Regions from separate parts of the Hordeum vulgare genome. Here region 2 is linked to region 1. Evidence: chromatin contacts called from public Hi-C data. All regions are on one chromosome and are shown on one strand. Each heading gives the region's core, a stretch centred on a gene start, on an enhancer-like site or on the middle of the called end of the contact. The rest is flanking DNA. Distances are from core to core; before and after follow the strand shown.

Region 1 (3,600 bases), core at 509-3,008:
TATTTGAATGAGGAAGATGAGATTCCGTAAAGGATGACTTCATTTCAAAAAGGGGAAGATGACAAGGACATCAGTACCATTGTTACACCCACAACCCCTCTTGCCATACATACTGGACCAATTACCAGAGGAAATCCTTCTAATGTTCATGAACATATGATGTTCCCTAAATTAGATACTTTTGTTTTACTTATGAATGGAGGACCTATCATGGACAAGAGGAATGACCAATGGAGCGGGATCAAACATGGAGAAGAAGATGCACACGCGGGAAAGAACAATAGAGCTTCTAGTGGTGATTTTTGCACTTTGAAGCCATCATAAGGAGAGGATGAAGGCTTGGACGAAATATACAAGATGTCACTTCATAAATTCGTCCATATGCTATTATAGGTGCCGCGTCATCTTATTTTTGGGCCAAACCCATGTAATTTCAAAATACTACATTATAGGCTATTTTTAGAGTTAGTATGTGTGGGAAAACCGAGTTAGGGTTGTGTTCGAACCCCTTCTCCAAGGGGCCACGAAAATCCCCCTCTATTCCCCCATATATACAACCTTTAGGGTACCGTTTAAATTTGGTTTTGTTTAGATTACAAGTTCGAGATAGCTGCAATTTCGCGTTCTTGGTTTGTGTTCTACGACCACACCAAGACGCCAGAGAACACCACTTTCATCAATAAGGATTTCCTCTTATATTCGCAATATCCAGATTGCAATTTTAGTTTCTTGCTTGTTCTTCGTTTGTGTGCAGGAAATAGACCTTGGTGGTTAGGTTAATTGTGCTCCGGCGTGGTCGAGGGGCGGACCCAGAAATTTTGTGGACTGGGGTCAAATAATCAGAGTGGGGGCACTTATTGTACAAATTTGAACAATTTCAAAAAAATCTTGTAAAATATAAGCAACTTTTACTGAAAATTTCAAAAATTGAGTGGGGGCCTGGGCATCCACTCAGCACTACGTAGGTCCGCCCCTGGAGTGGTCAATAACCTCTCGAAGTTGGTTTAGAGATCGCTAAGGCGCGACGTCCTCACACGTTCGTAGTCGGATCGTCAAAGTCTACTCCATCAAAAACGATAGCCACCATCTCATCCAAAGATAGAGACAACTTCGCCTTTATTAAAGGTGCACATCGACAAGCTCGAAACAACGACCACCACCACCCTTGTCGTCACTTCGCAACACGAGGCCACCACCACGAAGAACAATGCCCTCGTCGCTGCGGCCATGAAGCATGCCCTACTCTACCTAAGGTTTCTTAACCCATGCCAGCACGAGGTCGTCGCTGCCGTCATGGCCGCGAAGCACGGGCTCGACGACCATTCGTCCGCTACGATCGAAGTTGGCGCGCATGTCCACCACCAAGCAACGTCCGGCTTTCCTACCCGCATGTAAGCCTCCTGTTTCTTCACCCATCACGGGGACTGTTCGTTAGCATGAAATGTGTGATGTTTTTTTAAAGATGGCTTGGCCGCGAGCATGAACTCTGGTTGATGGCATGATCTCTACCGCAGACTTTTTTAATTTTAAATTGCTTTCTATGCAGATGAGAATTAAATCGACCGATTGGGATTACGGATCCGACATAATGAGACAACGAACACCTAGCCGATCTAAATGAAAAAGAAAGAGATAAAGTAGGCGTCCTTTGGGTTGGGGCGTTGGATTTGGTCTAAACCGTTGTCATTTTTCTTTCTTTTTTAAAGGAACCGTGGTCCTTTTTCTTCATTGACTGTATGGCCTTTTTTTTTTGTTGATTGCAAGTGTTCGTTGGTAGCTTACCAAGCTAGCTCCCTCTCATTTCCGTCGCCGCCGCCTCCAACGGCTCTCCTCTCCGCCCCCATGTTTACACCACCGCCGGAACCCTAACCCCCACAATGCCGCGCTCTGCCATCTCGCTCCGCGTTCCGAGCCGCCGCCGGTTTCTGAAAACCCCCATCGCCCCCTCATCCGTCAACTACTCATCTGCTGCCAGCGGTCGCCCAGGCGGGCCCTGTACCCCGAAGCTGCGATGGAGCTTCAGGGAGAGCCAGGAGGGCGTCAGCGAGCAGAAGGCGCCGATCGCTTCGTCCGTCAGGCGGCTTGGAGCCGCGGTGTGGCGCCTGCGGCCGTCGGAGGAGGCGCCCGCCGTAGAGCGTCAGGGAAAGTCTCGTGTCGACCTTGAGGTACATAATCCCATCCCTACGACATCTTCTCCAATGAAGAAAATGCTAAACCCTAGATCAATTAGTATTCTCGAATTATCGCTAATGTCGTTGCTAATCTGGCGTTGCGGAGGTGAATCCAGGACACCGATGCCCGCATTAAAGCGCGCTATCTAGTGCACCACCGTACAACCATCCATTCTTGCTCGTGGCGGGCAGCAATTAATGGCCGGCCGTTGAGGCGTCGGGTTCTACCAAATCGAAGCATAGATCCCCACATTTATTGCTGTTAGCTATGCTAGAGATCGTTGGGAGTGACATTAATTGGCTGCCCGTCCATGGGCGCATTTCTTGTGAGCTAATCTTGCAAGGTTCGCATTGATCATTAGTGTATGGATGTACCTTGTCCTTGCAAGGCTCTTCATGCAGGAGTACATCATTTTAGGTGCTTTTAGTGGAGTTGCTATCACCTCACCAGGTGGTCTAGTGTAAAGTACTCTGCGATTGTGATAAAGAGAAAGTTTGGGCTGGGAAGTTTCCTCTCACCATTTTCTCCACTTATGTTGTATGTCGAAGTGAAGGGCTTAATTCCTACAATGCAGTAGAAATTTTCTCACGATCCAGTTAGTTGATTATGTAAATTGCCAACTATATCTAGTTTTTAGCTACCATGTTGCTGCAGTCGATTAAGTGACCAACAAATTCTTCCTTGTCTGTTGGTATTCAGAAATATCTCATCAGTGTGTTGGCTCATGCTGATTTAATTTGGAGGGCGTTATGCGGTCCACTGATATTGTTCGTTCCTGAAAAAGTCTGGCTGATCCCAAGCAGTGCAACTGCCAGGGTTTTTATCGGCACATCTTTATATAACTGCTGTCCTCTTATGCTTTGTGTTTTCTTTGCTGAGAAGTTATGATACGTCTTAGATCTTTTCTTGTTTAGCCATATAACATCTTGCTGCTCTGACCGAATGAAAGTGAACGATGACTTTTCATTAGACTTTGACAATTCGTTGCGCCTGTCCTCACTTCTTGGTCACATTTACTTGTATGGCAGTTTATACCGAGACATCTGCAGGTCCAGCTTCTCAGGAAGCATCATCTTGGTCACAAACATGGTCTGAAGGTTGAGACTTCAAGCCCCAATTCCGTTTTGGAGCAACACAGCGAAGAGCTCCACAAAGTAAAGCTAGAATTTACTTGGTTAAACTCCTGTGGCTTTGTCTCGTGCGCGGCTTGCTCACTGGCACCTAAACTGGTGTACAATTAATTTTGTGGATTTAATTGTGTAGGTTCAACTTCATCTAGCCCCAGCTTTGATGCCAATCACCACCTTGGAGAATGCAACAAAGTGGGAGTCTGAGAGCGTAAAGGGGGATGAATTGGATGGTGCCTATGTGATTGCCAACCAACTTGATCTCATTGAAAAACAGCAAGGGCAAACTCATGCTAATATA
Region 2 (3,600 bases), core at 465-2,964, 560 kb before region 1:
GGCAATTTTGGGTGATAATTGATATCACGTGCTAGATCAGTTAAAAACTGAAATAAGGTTCACACCTTGCAGATTCATCATATCAAGAAGGTTCAGACCTCATAGGGTCATCATATCAAAGACATTCAGACTTAGAAATTCATCATCATATCAGAGAGGTTCAAGCTTCAAAGCAAAATTCATCATATCAAAGACGGTAGGTGCACTTCATACCAAATAATGAACTGAAGCAGTGTTCTAGTAAACAGATCCAAAGGAACTCACGGTCGAGGTCGAGGTCATCCGGCTTGGGTGTGGGGTCATCCTTCTCGTCCATAGATGGTGGTTGCTGCTTCTGATAGAATCAAACAAACAAATAAGTTTAGGTAATGATAACATGCACAAACTGAAACACCATTCATCCATTCATTTAGTAGCAAAACAACATCTAGTATTAAAAGACACATAAACACAAATATGGGAATACCTTCAAATTGTAGTGAGTAAACAAGCTAAAATCCTCATAAAAAATCTTCATTGAGTTGTTAAACTGAATTTCGAGCATGGAAAACGGCACTTGCTGCATCCACATTGAACAAAATAAATAAATAAGTAAGGATTACAAATACAGCAAGCAACCATTCGGTCTTATAGAGGAGTTGTCAAATCCATTCTTCGGGCGGGTTCATTCAGCGGACAAACATCTGCAGTACAACACACTAGGTTGAAATCAATACGACGGACAATTCATTCTCCATGAAGGTCAAGCTCATAGCTAAAGAGAAAGAAGAACAGGGAGTTCAGAGAGAGAGGACGACTCACCATGGCTGCACGAACCAGCAGATGTTGCCTCCAGCTGGAGTGATGGCCATCCGGCGGAGCTTCAGGAGGGAGGGTGAGACGTTGTGTGCATATGGTACAGAGGGGAATGGTGTGGCGGCGGCTTCTCGAGTGAGTGGGAGGCGCTTCATCTGTTGGAGGGAGGGGGAGGCGCTGCAGTTGTAGGAGGGAGTCGGGCTGCTACGGGAGTCGGGACCGGCGACGGCGAAGACCGGGTCGTCGACGGATCTAAATCTGAGGCCGGAAGAGCGAGGGGAGCAAGCAGGGGCGGGTCGAGTGGCGGCAGGGCATGATGGGCGGAAGCTCACTTACCAGGCTCGACCGAGAACATGGTCCCCGGAATGAACCTAGCGCGGGTGTCAGGGCGGCGAGTGGGCCGACGGAGGTGGGGCGGCGAGGAGGCCGGCGGTTGCAGACCGATGGTGAGGCGAGGGTGCGGGAGCGAGGCTGTGGTGTTGTGGGACGGAGGGAGGGGGAGCCGCGGGCTGGGAGGGAGCGGCATGTGGTGGTGGTGCGGGCAGCGCGGGGTGGGAAGATTGGGGAGAGAGAGAGGTGGGGAGTGGGGGAGAGAGGTGAGGAGTGGGGGAGAGAGAGATATCGTCGGTGGGGAGCTCCGTTATGTGTCCATCGCCTAGTAGGGCCTGCCTAGGCTCTTCGTCGTCTGTCTTTTCAATCCTTCGTCCGTCAACACACGGCAAAAGAGCACACTGATGGCAAATGGTATCTTTGCCATCAGTCACCTCTTCGCCTTTTTTTTTGCCAGCTCACGACAAAGAGCTTCTTTGCCATCAGCCAGCAGACGGCACAGATTAGATAGATGGCAAATTCTGTGATTCATGTAGTGTATAAGACAACCTTAGGCACACCCCTTTATGCTACTCTGCTTCTCCCCCATCTCGTCAACTAAAGACCAGCAAGACCTAATGCACCAAGGATCCACCGCGATAGACAACTAACGTCAAAGACCTTGACTACAACCTACTCAACCAAGTGCAACCCCGTAGAGCTATGCTTTCCCTCAAAAACTGGAAACCCTTCCCCATAATTAACCTAGGTCTCACCAGTTACCCTAACTCAAACCTCTAACCATGAGTTTAATACACAGACTTGCCAGAACACTTGTTGAGCTTGAATAACCCCTTCTTAGCACTTGGTTCATTATGGCACAAGCGATCATAGTGAACAAACATACTTCATTCTTATGCTAGCACCAGAACCTGGATGCCATAGGGGAATTGGTTATGGATATGTGACTATGAGACAAATGATATGATATGACTATAATAGGTGTCTTTAGGATAGTGTTAAGACTCTTTGGTGGATTACGACATTATAATAGTGATGGGCGAACTTGGTGGATCAACAGTCGGTAGAATAGCAGAGATTACCTCTCCATTGAGAAAATTGGATTTAGTAGGATAACTCGGGACCACACGTTGAAAACTCTAGGTGGCATAGTAAGTTGATTTGTCAGTTATATTGGTGGAGTGATGAGGTTATAATAACGACTTGGAGGAGCAAGTACGAATTCTCGACGGACACGGGATTGGAAGTAAATTATGTGATCCTGATAGTGTTGGTGTTGAAGTAAGACTACATGGTTCAGAGTAATTTGGATTTAGTCCAATGATCTTGATCGTGATACCATGTTTCTTGGTGGTTGTTGATATAGGAAAACTATAAGTTGTCAAAATTGATTTAAATATCTATATAAGCTTGACCTTGGGGTTTAATAGATCATCATAATGGTAAGTTGTGGATCTACGGTAATAATAATCCTTGCCATGATATGAGGGTTATAGAAACTCAAGGTGGTCGTGTAGAACTCCATCGACATTGGATTTGTAGGGATAGTGGATCATGAGATGATCGATGGCATTTAGGGATCACTTGATTGGATTCGTAGGAATGAAATAAGATCTTGGATTTGTAGTATGTTATTCAAGCTTACCAGCTTGTATGATCCCGAAGATTTTTACATAGAGATACATGTGAGTGGGTTATAATATACATAATAGATGTTGGTTTAGTCCTTCTCTCAAACCTTGGAGGTGAATAACATAAGTGATGTTGGAGATATCTTATATATGGTACTTTTGATGATATTGGATGATTCTCTTTGCAGAATTAGGTAGGAATCCTCGCATTTAAGATCTATTCTCAAGGAAAGGACAAACATTTACTCACATCCTAAGCTCCATGAAACCCCGAAGTTTTACCAAGCCAACATATGGTCCGATTATTACCATAGGTCTTGGATCTAAGTCATTATAGTATAGCCAATACTCCACCTCGACCACCACCAATCATGTCCATGAGGAAGGTGGGCATAGAGAACGAGATTATGATGGACCATAAACCCCTAAACAAGTGACCATCCGGAGCAAATGTCCGCTTCTCTAACTTATCCCATGACCAATGTGCTTATGTGATGTTTGGAGAAAAATGTTGTTGTACTCATGGATGACATACTTTTTTACCCAATAAGAGCAGAAACACCTTAGTCCTATTTGGAAAAGCCCCAGAAGCATCGATTGACATTCTTCTCATGTGTATGATTTTACCTTGAAGAAGTGGACTCCTCAAAGCACCCTCCAAGTAGGAGAAGACATTCTTATCCAAGGAAGATGAAGGACCACTACGGTTGGGAAACCACGACAATGAAGAAGAACGAGAAGGAGCAATAGAGGTCAACTGCCACTCCTCTGCCAGCTGCTTCAATTATGCCAAGAAGCATTGACGTTCAACCACGTTGAATCCTTCGAACATCAAGAGAAATGG

What was found. A called contact is a pair of places that touch in the nucleus more often than the background predicts.
Region 2: a Hi-C map of seedling shows a contact between it and region 1, with 4 times the contacts expected there. The contact joins the promoter of LOC123408820 here to the promoter of LOC123410663 in region 1. A contact is called at or near these places in 2 of 6 Hi-C or Micro-C datasets (leaf and seedling) and 1 of 1 datasets of contacts at active chromatin or transcription factors (embryo).

Annotation. Positions count from the first base shown.
Region 1 is chr7H:315,067,197-315,070,796 of MorexV3_pseudomolecules_assembly, reverse strand. It overlaps LOC123410663, which reads left to right and starts at 1,758. Exons shown (of 3, transcript XM_045103606.1): 1 at 1,758-2,165; 2 at 3,222-3,326; 3 at 3,436-3,600. The coding sequence starts at 1,878.
Region 2 is chr7H:315,627,155-315,630,754 of MorexV3_pseudomolecules_assembly, reverse strand. LOC123408820 reads right to left here and starts at 1,714. Exons shown (of 5, transcript XM_045101861.1): 1 at 1,699-1,714; 2 at 1,132-1,430; 3 at 467-559; 4 at 265-334. The coding sequence starts at 1,714.